2 separate regions of the Mus musculus genome follow, and region 1 is linked to region 2. A link is a contact called in public Hi-C data. All regions are on one chromosome and are shown on one strand. The core of a region is the stretch at or near the end of the contact, and the rest is flanking DNA. Distances in the headings are between cores, read along the strand shown.

Region 1 (5,520 bases), core at 1,855-4,354, 180 kb before region 2:
GGTAACAGGAATGGGAGATGAAAAGAGCAAATATACTCAGTTATGTGTTTGGCCAAAACAAACATTCTACTCGTTTATTTCAATTTAAGAAAACACAAATATGGAGCATATTAAATAAGGCCCACTGCAGATGTCACGTCTGTCTCCTCAGATGAAGTGACAAGTAGGAGCAGACTCAAGCTGTGCGACTACATGGCCTGGGTGGAGCCCAGAGAATGTCCTTCTCTGTTCTAACTACCCCAGGCCCGGAAGCTTCGCCTCTATACAATCGAATCTTCTCCAAGCCCGAGCCTTGAAGGCTTCGCTTCCAGCCTCCACCTGCTAACCTAGGCCTCCTAGAACGTTTCAGCCTCTGAAACTTACTATGAAATAAACTCATTCTTTCTCGCTCTTTCTGAACTCTGGCTGGCTGATTCAATTCTGCTGTTCTGGGTCAAACTCCTCCCCACGCTGACTGACTCAAATTAGCTTCTCTCAGCTTCTGACTGAATCATTCTGCTTGGAAAGACTGCCCCTGAACTCTACCATCTGAACTGTTCCAAACTAAACTGAATTCAATTGACACTCTCCTCCTCTCTCTCTCTCTCTAGCCTCTCTTTGCTGACTGTTTTGAGAGTTGGGCATAGCCTATCTCTGAATCATTCTATCAGACCTTTCTCTGATTCATCACTGCCTGCCCAGCAATTTGACATCACTGTTAGGATTAAAGGTGTGTATTAAGTGCTTGTCTGTAAGCCAGCCAGATGGACTGAAAGTGTATATTCCAGCCGGATATCTTTGGATGTGATCCCTTGTCAGAGCAGCCACATTGCTGGATTAAAATTTCTCTCTAGCCCAAGAAATCCTGCTGATTCTTGGTGACCTGGGGTAAATTCTCCAACTGAGACAATGAGTACTGGACAGGTACTGCCGCTCCTCTCCACAAGCTCGAAGCAGTCAGCTCTGCTGGGCAGAGCAAGGTTATTCTGGTACAATCTAGCTGACAACTTGTTTAGTGGGATGAATTCTTCAGCAGAATCCTAAAAATGTGCACACTAAGAAACAAAGATATTCTACTGATGCACTGGAATTTCGAGTTTAGCACAAGAAAATGACACCATTGACTAAAAATAGAGGAACAGAAGCAATAGAGTATATGCACTTTTCTCTGCAAACCATTTTCCCCTACATCTTCCTCTCCCACCCCCCATATGCAAAGCTTTTTCATGTTAATGTCAAAATACAGAGTAAGCATGCTCAGGTCAAAAGTCAAGTTCCTCCAACTAAAATATAACCAAACCTTTAAGAAAAAAATAAGTTTGGCTCTTTTTTTGTTTGTTTGTTTGTTTGGTTGGTTTTGGTTTTTCAAGACAAGGTTTCTCTGTTTAACAGCCCTGGCTGTTCTAGAACTCACTTTGTAGACCAGGCTAACCTAGAACTCATACAGATCTGCTTGTCTCTGCCTAGGATCAAAGGTATATACCACCATCGCACAGCTGCATTTTAAAAAAATTATTTATTTATGTATATGAGCACTCTATTTGCATCTATGCCTGCATCAGACAGAAAAGGACAGCAGATCCCATTACAGATGGTTGTGAGTCACTATGTAGTTGCTGGGAGTTGAACTCAGGACCCCTGCAAAAGCAGACAGTGCTCTTAACCACTGAGTTTTCTCTCAAGCCCCCAGCTGTTTTTGTTTTTTAAGGTTTAGTTATTTTTATTTTATGTATATGAGTATTTTTGCCTGAATATCTATGAACCATGTATATGCAGTGCCCAAGAAAGCCAGAAGAAGGTATCAACATCCCATACAATTGGAATAAACCTCTAAGTGTGTACTGGGGATAGAACAGCGTCCTCTGGAAGAACATCTAGGGTTCTTAACCACTAAGCCATAGTTCTAGCTCCAAGTTTGGCTCTTATATTTTAGAAATACAATGATGTTGTAGAGTACACCCTTAATCATGGCACTCAGGCAAAGGTGGGCAAACTTCGGTGGGTTCTAGGCTAGCCTGGTCTAGAGAGTCAATTGCAAGCCAGCAGGGCCACACAACCGGAGACCTTATTTGAAAAAACAACAACAGCAAGCTGCAGTGGTGAAGACTATGCGGCAGAGACAAAGGTTGCTGGTTGCTTGCCTGTTAAGCTATTTTGAAGAGTGTTACTATCTTGTTTCCCAGGATCTCTATATCCTGTAATTCAAGCCACGCCCTTACAAGTATGGGACTTCTGAATACATTATTGCTAAAACATTACAGAAAGTGAATAAGAACACGAACAAGATGAAATTCAAGGTGTTTTTGTTTTTTTTTGAGAGAGCGTTTCACTTTGTACCTCTGGTGTCCTGGAACTCACTACTCAGACCAGGCTCCATCTGTCTCTGCCTCCCAGGGCGGTGAGATTTAAAAACATTTACTACCATGCTTTCTTTTTTAAAACAACATATTCACTATTAAAATTAGCGTCTGCTTAAAAACCAAGTCTATTTTCCAGGCTGAATTCCTAGAGATACTGTTAAACTTGGTTAAGCAATTTTTATGCTATTTGCAGACTCTGCAATGGAAAATATTTGGTGGAGGTGGGAAACTGCAGAGATGCCGACTAGCATATTCTTTAGTATGATTCCAACTGCCACACTGCACTCCAAGAAAAAGCAACCATCACCCTAGCTAAGTAGAGTCCCTACAATTCCTTTCTATAAAACATTCCTGTGCCAGTTTTTAATTACTTAAAATGCTTTAAAACTCTTCTGTTCTTGCTGGCATCCATCTCTAAACCTTACATTAATATATTTCTGTCTCCCAGAAGTAAGACAGAAGCCTTCAACCTTCATGCTCTGGTTTCTTCTGACCACATGTGGTGCACTGCCACCAATAGGACCCTGCATTTTCTACTGTGACAGACTTCCTCAGTGTACTCTCTACAAGCATTTAATAGCTTCTGTTTGACAAGCCATTGATATACTAAGACTTCTGTGTTTAGACTAGTGTGTTTCTTTTTAGCAAGCAAACACTTGTACTTCTTTTCCCTTCCCTGTTTTCTGGCTGCTCCCATTTAGACAGTGCTCTGAGTGAACACATGACTCTCTACTAGCTAAGGACTCCCCATTGTACTACTCTGTCTCCACCATTACCAGCTGACTCAGACATCCTTTTTCCTCACTCATTTCCACATCTCTTGCCCAAACCTAACCACATTGCTCCTCCATTTCAAGTTCTGCAATCCTCCTTTGCTTAAAAGATAAACACAAACTTTACTTGTGGTATTCTGAATGAGAATGCCCCACATAGATTCACAGAAAGTGGCATTACTGGTCTTGTTTAAGGTATTAGATGCTTAAGCCAGCTCCATCAGCTGCTGTCTACTGATCAGAACGCTTGGCTCCTTCTCCAGCAGCAGAAGTCTGTGTGTGCATCATCATGCTCCCACCATGATAATGGACTAAACCTCTGAACAGTAAACCAGCCCCAATTAAATGTTTTCTTTTATAACAGTTGCTGTGGTCATGGTGTCTTGTCACAGCAATGGAAACCCTAACTAAGATACTTGGGGAAATGCTTTCTATTTCTTTTTTCCTTCTTCCTGTCTAAATACACACAAGTATATACAGTATATGAAGGTCTCCCATAACTCATCTCATGGTCCTTTCTAGATAAGAAATGTATATATACTCTTAGCTTTTATCTTTTTAAAAGATTTTCTTTAAGATGGCTTTAATCTTTTAAAATCTTTAGTCAAACTGGGGACATATGATATGCTCAGTGGTAAAATATTTGTCTAACATGTATGACAATACCCAACATTGAAACTGAAATACAAACAAACCTATACAACAAGCAAAAGAGACAGAATCACCTCAGAGGAGCCTTTTTTTTTTAAATCAGGAAGTGCTAACCCTCCACTAAGCCGCTTGCTCCCTAATGAGGCCTTTAGATAACTGCCCTCTGACTTTAGATTACCTGCCTCTGATTTTAGATTACCGGCCTCTGACTTTAGATTACCACCCTCTGACTTTAGATTACCACCCTCTGACTTTAGATTACCGCCCTCTGACTTTAGATTACCGCCCTCTGACTTTAGATTACCGCCCTCTGACTTTAGATTACCGGCCTCTGACTTTAGATTACCGCCCTCTGACTTTAGATTACCGCCCTCTGACTTTAGATTACCGGCCTCTGACTTTAGATTACCGCCCTCTGACTTTAGATTACCGCCCTCTGACTTTAGATTACCGGCCTCTGACTTTAGATTACCGCCCTCTGACTTTAGATTACCGCCCTCTGACTTTAGATTACCGCCCTCTGACTTTAGATTACCGCCCTCTGACTTTAGATTACCGCCTCTGACTTTAGATTACTGCCCTCTGATGCCGACTCTTGTCCAGCATCAGAGGGCAGTAATCTAAAGTTTCTTCTCTACCTTATCTTCCCACCATGGGAAGAGCTATCAACTCTCCACCACGACATTTACAGCAGTGTAGCAACCTTTAACAATCTCAGCTCTGCACTGCTCTATAAAACCTACTGGAAGGAAGGAAGTGGTTAATCCGAGTGCTTGGAAGGAAGAGGCAGGCAGAGCTCTGGGAATCTGAGGCCAGCCTGGTCACATAGTCAGTTCCAGGACAGCATGTTAGACCTCATCTAAAAAAAAAACCAAACCTATTAAAAGGGAATGAGAGACTGATTTTTTTCCACATATTAATTTTAAGGCTGATAGGCACAAGGTGAGAAAGTGAATAGATAAAATATTTTTGACATCAAGTTTTATGAATTATTTTTATTTCTTAAGTTTGTGGGTGAGGAAAAGGTTCTGCGAGGGTGGATGGCTTGCTCAGGGCCATATAATTACAATTCTTCAGTTCTTCACACAAACCTTAACACGGGCCATTTGCAGTTTATAATGCTCTTTCAAATGATTATTTTTTGTATGAAAGAAACATATACATAGATACATGTAGGCAGAAAACCATGCAAAATCCTTCTCCACGTAAACGATTCCACGAGAACGCATGCCTAAGTCATCATCATAAGTGTGATGTCTCCGTCACCTGGAGTGACCTCCCAGAACCAAAGACTTACCCATCCGGAAGTCAATGTAGCCCTCTCCTCCACTGATGACAAGCATGGACTTCAAGGGCGTCTGGCTACTGGGCTCCTGTGCAGATGACCCTGCCTTGTCAGCTGTAAGATCTGCCCCACCACTGCTACTTTGTGGGCTAATGACCTGACCTGTTTTATACAGAAACAGAACAGTGAATATCACTCATCACAGATGCAGCTAGGGAATGCTATTTTTTTAAATACCTTTTCAAAATTAAATAAATCACATGGTTGATTCCTGATTGCAATTCAAGTACTAGGAAGGGTGTAGGAGGATGGTCCTGAGTTCAAGGCAGTGCAGGCTACAGAAATCTTGATTCAAAAATAAAGTTAAACTAGACAGCATTCTGACTGCCTTTAATCTAAGGCCTCAGGAGGCAGAGGCAGGAGGATCTCTGTGAGTTGAAGGTAATGAAGCTATCTCAAGGTAATGAGTTTG
Region 2 (5,402 bases), core at 1,611-4,110:
AAAATGTCCCAGTAGAATAGCCCGCTATACAGCTGGCTGATTCCAAATCAGTCCTGTAAACAGCCCCGCCTGCCCATGGTTTCCGAGTCGCCTCATGGCTCTTGTTTGATGTAGACGGTGGCAGAGCCATTGCTTTCCTGGTCAGATGCTCCATGGAGGAAGCTATAGTCCTCCCCGTCCAGCAGCTCCTCCTTCAGCTGTGACGTGGTCACTGTATGAGACAGACAGAAACGCACGGCTGTTACCAAGTCTTCTGGAACGCACTGGGGTTCATCTTCATGGTCTATCAACTTTACAGCTAAGACTCCGTCATTTCTTCAGTACCTATAAAGAGGAAACCATGGAAGGCTAGGTGCAAGTCAAGGGCAGAATGCTTGCCTAGCACATGTGAGGTGATGGAGCCCAGCACTGTAAGACAGACAACAATGGTTGTCACTCTGTTGGTGTGTATGGTTCTAGGGCCTTGCATATGTTAGGCACATATTCTACCGCTGGGCTACACCCCTCAATCCTAATTTCAAGTATATTGTTCATTGAGGAATGCTAAGAAAAGGAACAAAGCTGCATACTGCAGAGTGGATGATCTCCAATGGAAAGCTCAAGTGACAGTGTTCATCAATTCCACTAAAATAATTGGAATTTTTCTTGGGATTAAATATTCACTTTTATGTCAATGCCTATAGAAACAAACATATTTCTTGTACATTTTGAGGCATAATACTCAACATGACAGAGTCTGCCTATTTAGCCCAACATGGCCTTGAATTTGTGATCTTCCTACTCCAGAGTATATCCAGAGGGCCAGGATTGTAGTGAATATATAGCTCCTCCATGGTGTGTGTGTATACATATATATGTATGTATATGTGTGTATGCATGTATGTGTATACACACACACACACACACACACACACACAAAATGTAGTTTAGTACTATCTTATGGTTTGAGACATCCAAGGTCCAAGGTGGGGCTTTGATTTGGTTTTTTTTTTTTTTTTTTTTTTTTTGTTTTGTTTGTTTTTTCCAGACAGGGTTTCTCAGTGTAGCCCTGGCTGGCCTCAAACTCAGAAATCTGCCTGCCTCTGCCTCCCGAGTGCTGGGATTAAAGGAGTGCACCACCATGTCCGGCTTAAGGTGGGGCTTTGAAACATACATTTGGATGACTGTTTTAGACTATATAATTTGCATGAAGAAGGACTGCATATGAAATATAAAACTAATTATATCCCAAACTCCTGAAATAATCACCTTATTTCCCTCTTTTCCTTTGCCCCTCACTCCTTGCGCTAGAATTGGACCCTAGGCCTTAGGCACACTAGGCAAATGTCCTACCCCATGAGCTCTCACTCCCAGCACCACTTTTAAAGTCTAAGACAGGGGCTTTGCCAGGCTTCCCAAAACTGGCAAAATTTTCATCTTCCAGTCTAGCCTTACAAGTGCTAGGATTATAGAGTGGGAAATCATGGCCAGCATTATTATTTATTTTTTTATGGTATTGGAGACTGAATTTAGTTTTGCCTATGCTAGGTTAGCACTCCACTGGTGGGCTACACTTCCAGCCTCTGTACACTGATTTCAGTTATGAAGATTTCCTCAAAAATTACTGGCTCATCTCCCAGTACAAGCATGTTAGGTCATACCTATAGTCCCAGTATTTTAGAGGCTGAAGTAAGAGGATCTTGAATTTGAAGCCAGTGTAGATTATATACTACATAACAAGATTAACAAATACCCAGAAAACCCAGCAGTAGGATATCTTTTTCATTTTTACCTATTTATCTGTATTTTTGAGATGGGGGTCTCACTTTGTAGCTCTGGCTGGTCTGGAACTTGTTATTTAGATAGACTAAGCTAGCCTTGAACTCAAAAAGACTTGACTACTGAATATTCAGCTAACACTTGACACCTTATTTACAAATTTTAATGAATAATCTTTTGAGAGATGACAATTCATCTTACTTTGGTTCCTGTTTTGGCATTTATGTTGAAAAACTCAATAGCCCATAGACAAAAAAGTGAATATACTATGTATAGTAAGAGCAGAAGAAAGAACATACTGTTGAAAGGCAAAGCACATGCAACTGTATAGTTCTTCCTTTGCCTAACAAACAGTGGCAAATATGCATATAGCTATCCTTCAGATCTAACCAAGATGCAGTAAATATTAGGGACATTTTAGCACTTATCACAAGGATAAACATGGAAACAAAACCCACATTTCATTAAAGGTGCAGTACCCACAATAAAAGGTTGAATGTTATCTTGTTCTATGATGATTAGATGGCTAAATGAATGGGAAGTACCATGCTTCAAGATCAAAGATGTTTCACTCAAAAGGATGTTTTTATGTAAGGAAGATAACCAAGGTTCTGAAACACATCCTAAAGCTGTATCCATTTGTACTCAAAACAAGTATCTTGAGAAGAGTCATGTTAAAATATGAAAATGATGTACTGAAAAATCACTCAAGAAAAAGGTGAAACATTCACGCAGGTATGGAACGTTTTAATGTAAACTTACTAAAATAAAGCCTGTCTGCTATCATCCCCCTTTCCTAGCCTTTATTCTCGAACAGTGACGGATGAATGCAATAGATCAAGCAGCTCAATGTCACATTCTACACCAATGTACTTTCTAGGCTCTGCTTTTAAAATCAACCACCTAAGTGACACTAATCATGAAAATGTCTCAAGAGAAGCAAATGAAAGTGACATCTTTGCAGGTATAAAATCAACAATAATAAATTTGCCAAACAACCAGTCTAACAGTGGCTTTCAGGCATGAAGGCAGCAGTGCAGTTCCCACAGAGCTTCACTAAGCAGATCATACCACGGCCCACAAGACACACCCCAGAGCAAGAAGACATGACAGGCACTAGAGGAATGAGGAAGTTGGAAGTCATGAGGTTTGCCGTCTTCTCACAAGTCTAGCTAAGTTTGACATGAATCAGAACCTCTAACAAAGTAAGGATATTCATATTCAGGTAAAGTACTATTTCATAAACAGTGTGTATTAAAAAGAGAAAACTTAACAATGACCTGGAATGCTCTTAGTCCTTAGAGGTTGATCATTAAAGAGTAGCTAACACTGTTGGCTTTGTTCAGTCAGTCTCTCAGGAGACAGCTTGAATTCCCAATCTTCCTGCTGGGGTGAATGGGTCTCACCACCATGCCTGAACACAGCAGATGAAATTTGGGATTTGTAATCCTAATCTGCCTTTCATGGAAAATGAAACATGGAACTTTCCCTTGATGTATGGTCATCAGAAACACGGCCTGATGGAAAGCTCAAGATGACTGCACACATTATCAGAGCTGTGAGAGGTAAGATGACTGCACACATTATCAGAGCTGTGAGAGGTAAGAAGTTAAAAAAAAAGGGGGGGGGGGGAGCTGATAATGTCAGGTACAAACATCCTGGTAAACAGTAGCAGGAAACAACAAAGTCCTAAATTCCACTTAAGTTTTTAAACTACAAAGTCATTTAGGAAATGCTGACATCTAGAACAAGTCAGTTGAAAAACAATCATTAAACTGTGGTAGGATACATGCTAATCAAACCAGCACTCTGGATTTGAAGCTACAAGATCAGGACTCTCATCTAAAGTCAGCTTTGTTTTTAGCAATTACAACAGGGAAAATTTTGAGCAGTCTTCCTTCACTTGCCTAACCAACTAAACACCAAGAAATGTCAGGTAATCACCATGCATATTGAAACATGGAATTATGGAAATAAATTTAATACCATGATCGGTAAGTAATGTATTTTTAAATCTGTGATGATGTTCAAGCTTAGTTTATGGTAAATGCTACCACTAAAATAAAAATTATTTGAACTCAATACACGTTTTCCATGAATGACCCACTATGGAATGTTATGAACAAAGTCTCACTTTTAGGTCTAATTATCAGCATCTCTCTCTCTCTCTCTCCCTCAAGTCAAGTCCATAGACATCTACAATGTAGTATGTTCAACCATTCTAACCAAAGCATCAAATATTGGAAGTTGCCTCATAATTCCAAAAAACTAAAATGATGGCTTTCACTGATGCTCCATATCAACTCAATTCTTCCCTGATGGCTCATCTTAGTGAAATGGCTGCCGAGAACCAGTGGAAATGGATATTTTTAGTTAAAAAAAAAAAAAGAAAAAGAAAAAGGAGGATTTGGATGAGTGGGCCCCTGTCCCGCCAGCCCATGCTTTGTCTCCCACCACCCTGCCCAGCACCTGACCCATACTCTATAGTACCTGTGATGCTGCTGTGACTAGTTACCTGTTTTGAGGCTGGGCCTGAACTCTCGGCTAGTGCTGGGAGGTGGGAAGGCCTCCAGGGCTGTCTGTGCTGGCAGGGTTCGATATGGAGGAGGAGTCAACTCTTCGTCCCCAGAGAAGCTCCTCCGCACCCCGCCTGTCATGGGCAGGCTCGACAAACTGACAGGCTTCTTCCCAACTGGCATCTTCCTCTCTAAACATCAAGTCAGACTGAAGTGAGCTTTGACTTACGTGTGTGCTAAGAAAGTGCATTGTATTACTAGGGAGGCTAGGTTGTATAGGACGCTGCAAAGAACTGACTGTGCAAGGCTTAACTTCTGCAAATATGTGTGTGTGCGCACCCATGCATGCACAGCATACGAACATGCTATGGGGCAGGAAGAGGGGAGGTTGCTCAAGTCTCTCAGGCCTGATAATTCTGGTCTTGACGCTCAAGTTTAAAAAGAATGAGGTAAAGTAAACTAGAGAGTAGTTAGGGTAGAGAAATGGTTGCTGTCCTTCAAGAAAACTCACCTTAAATATTGGGTGAAAAGTCTTTTTTTTAATTTTTAATTTTATTTTTTAATTTTTTTGTAGTAGTGCCAGGGACCAGCAGGCTCTTATGCACACTTGGCAAGTGCTATAGTGATCTATACACCAATCTCAAGAGAACATTTATGAACATGACTTTTAATAAAGACAGCATTTCCCTGGCTATAGAAGCCTAATTATGGCCCTTCAGTGGGAGAAGTCAAACAAAAATAGCTTCAATGTATTAACGAATGGCACATTTCACCATTCTACAGCGTGCCCCCTAAGCTGAGCAGTGCACTACAGCATTTGTAATTCTGACCCAGAAACGCACTTCTAAAACCCAAAGCTCAGTATGTATTGCTTACAAAGTTCTTAAGCTCAGATATTAGGAGAGGGTTTCAGGTAGCTGATTTTTTAAAAAAGATTAATTTATTTTTATGTATACGAGTACACTGTCGCTGTCCTCAGACACAGCTGAAGAGGGAATCAGATCCCATAAAGGTGCTTGTGAGTCATCATGTGGTTGCTGGACTTAGGACCTCTAGAAGAGCAGTCAGTGCTCTTAACCGCTGAACCATCTGTCCAGCCCCCTGTCCAGGCTGATTTTAAACTCACTA

What was found. Hi-C and Micro-C count contacts between places; a contact is called where the count stands out from the background.
Region 1: a contact with region 2 is called in a Hi-C map of bone marrow-derived macrophages, with 26 read pairs. The contact joins two enhancer-like sites. A contact is called at or near these places in 14 of 39 promoter capture datasets (the 3T3-L1 cell line, the C10 cell line, the HPC-7 cell line and 10 more), 2 of 484 Hi-C or Micro-C datasets (B cells and bone marrow-derived macrophages), 6 of 115 datasets of contacts at active chromatin or transcription factors (the 230-238 cell line, astrocytes, bone marrow-derived macrophages and 3 more) and 3 of 9 other capture datasets (adipose tissue, liver and pancreatic islet).

What each region holds. Positions count from the first base shown.
Region 1 is chr11:94,116,420-94,121,939 of GRCm38.p6, reverse strand. It overlaps Spag9 (sperm associated antigen 9), which reads right to left. Exons shown (of 29, transcript NM_027569.3): 28 at 5,061-5,210. Among named protein-coding and RNA genes, the nearest start is that of B230206L02Rik, 14 kb to the left of the region's middle. Within about 2 kb of position 3,104, at least 30 of the 459 cell types and tissues checked have an H3K27ac peak or open chromatin away from gene starts, as enhancers often do. A contact at or near this core is called in bone marrow-derived macrophages, where this site is marked.
Region 2 is chr11:93,938,584-93,943,985 of GRCm38.p6, reverse strand. Mbtd1 (mbt domain containing 1) reads right to left here. Exons shown (of 16, transcript NM_134012.4): 16 at 1-211. The coding sequence ends at 93. Among named protein-coding and RNA genes, the nearest start is that of Nme2, 15 kb to the left of the region's middle. Within about 2 kb of position 2,860, at least 80 of the 459 cell types and tissues checked have an H3K27ac peak or open chromatin away from gene starts, as enhancers often do. A contact at or near this core is called in bone marrow-derived macrophages, where this site is marked.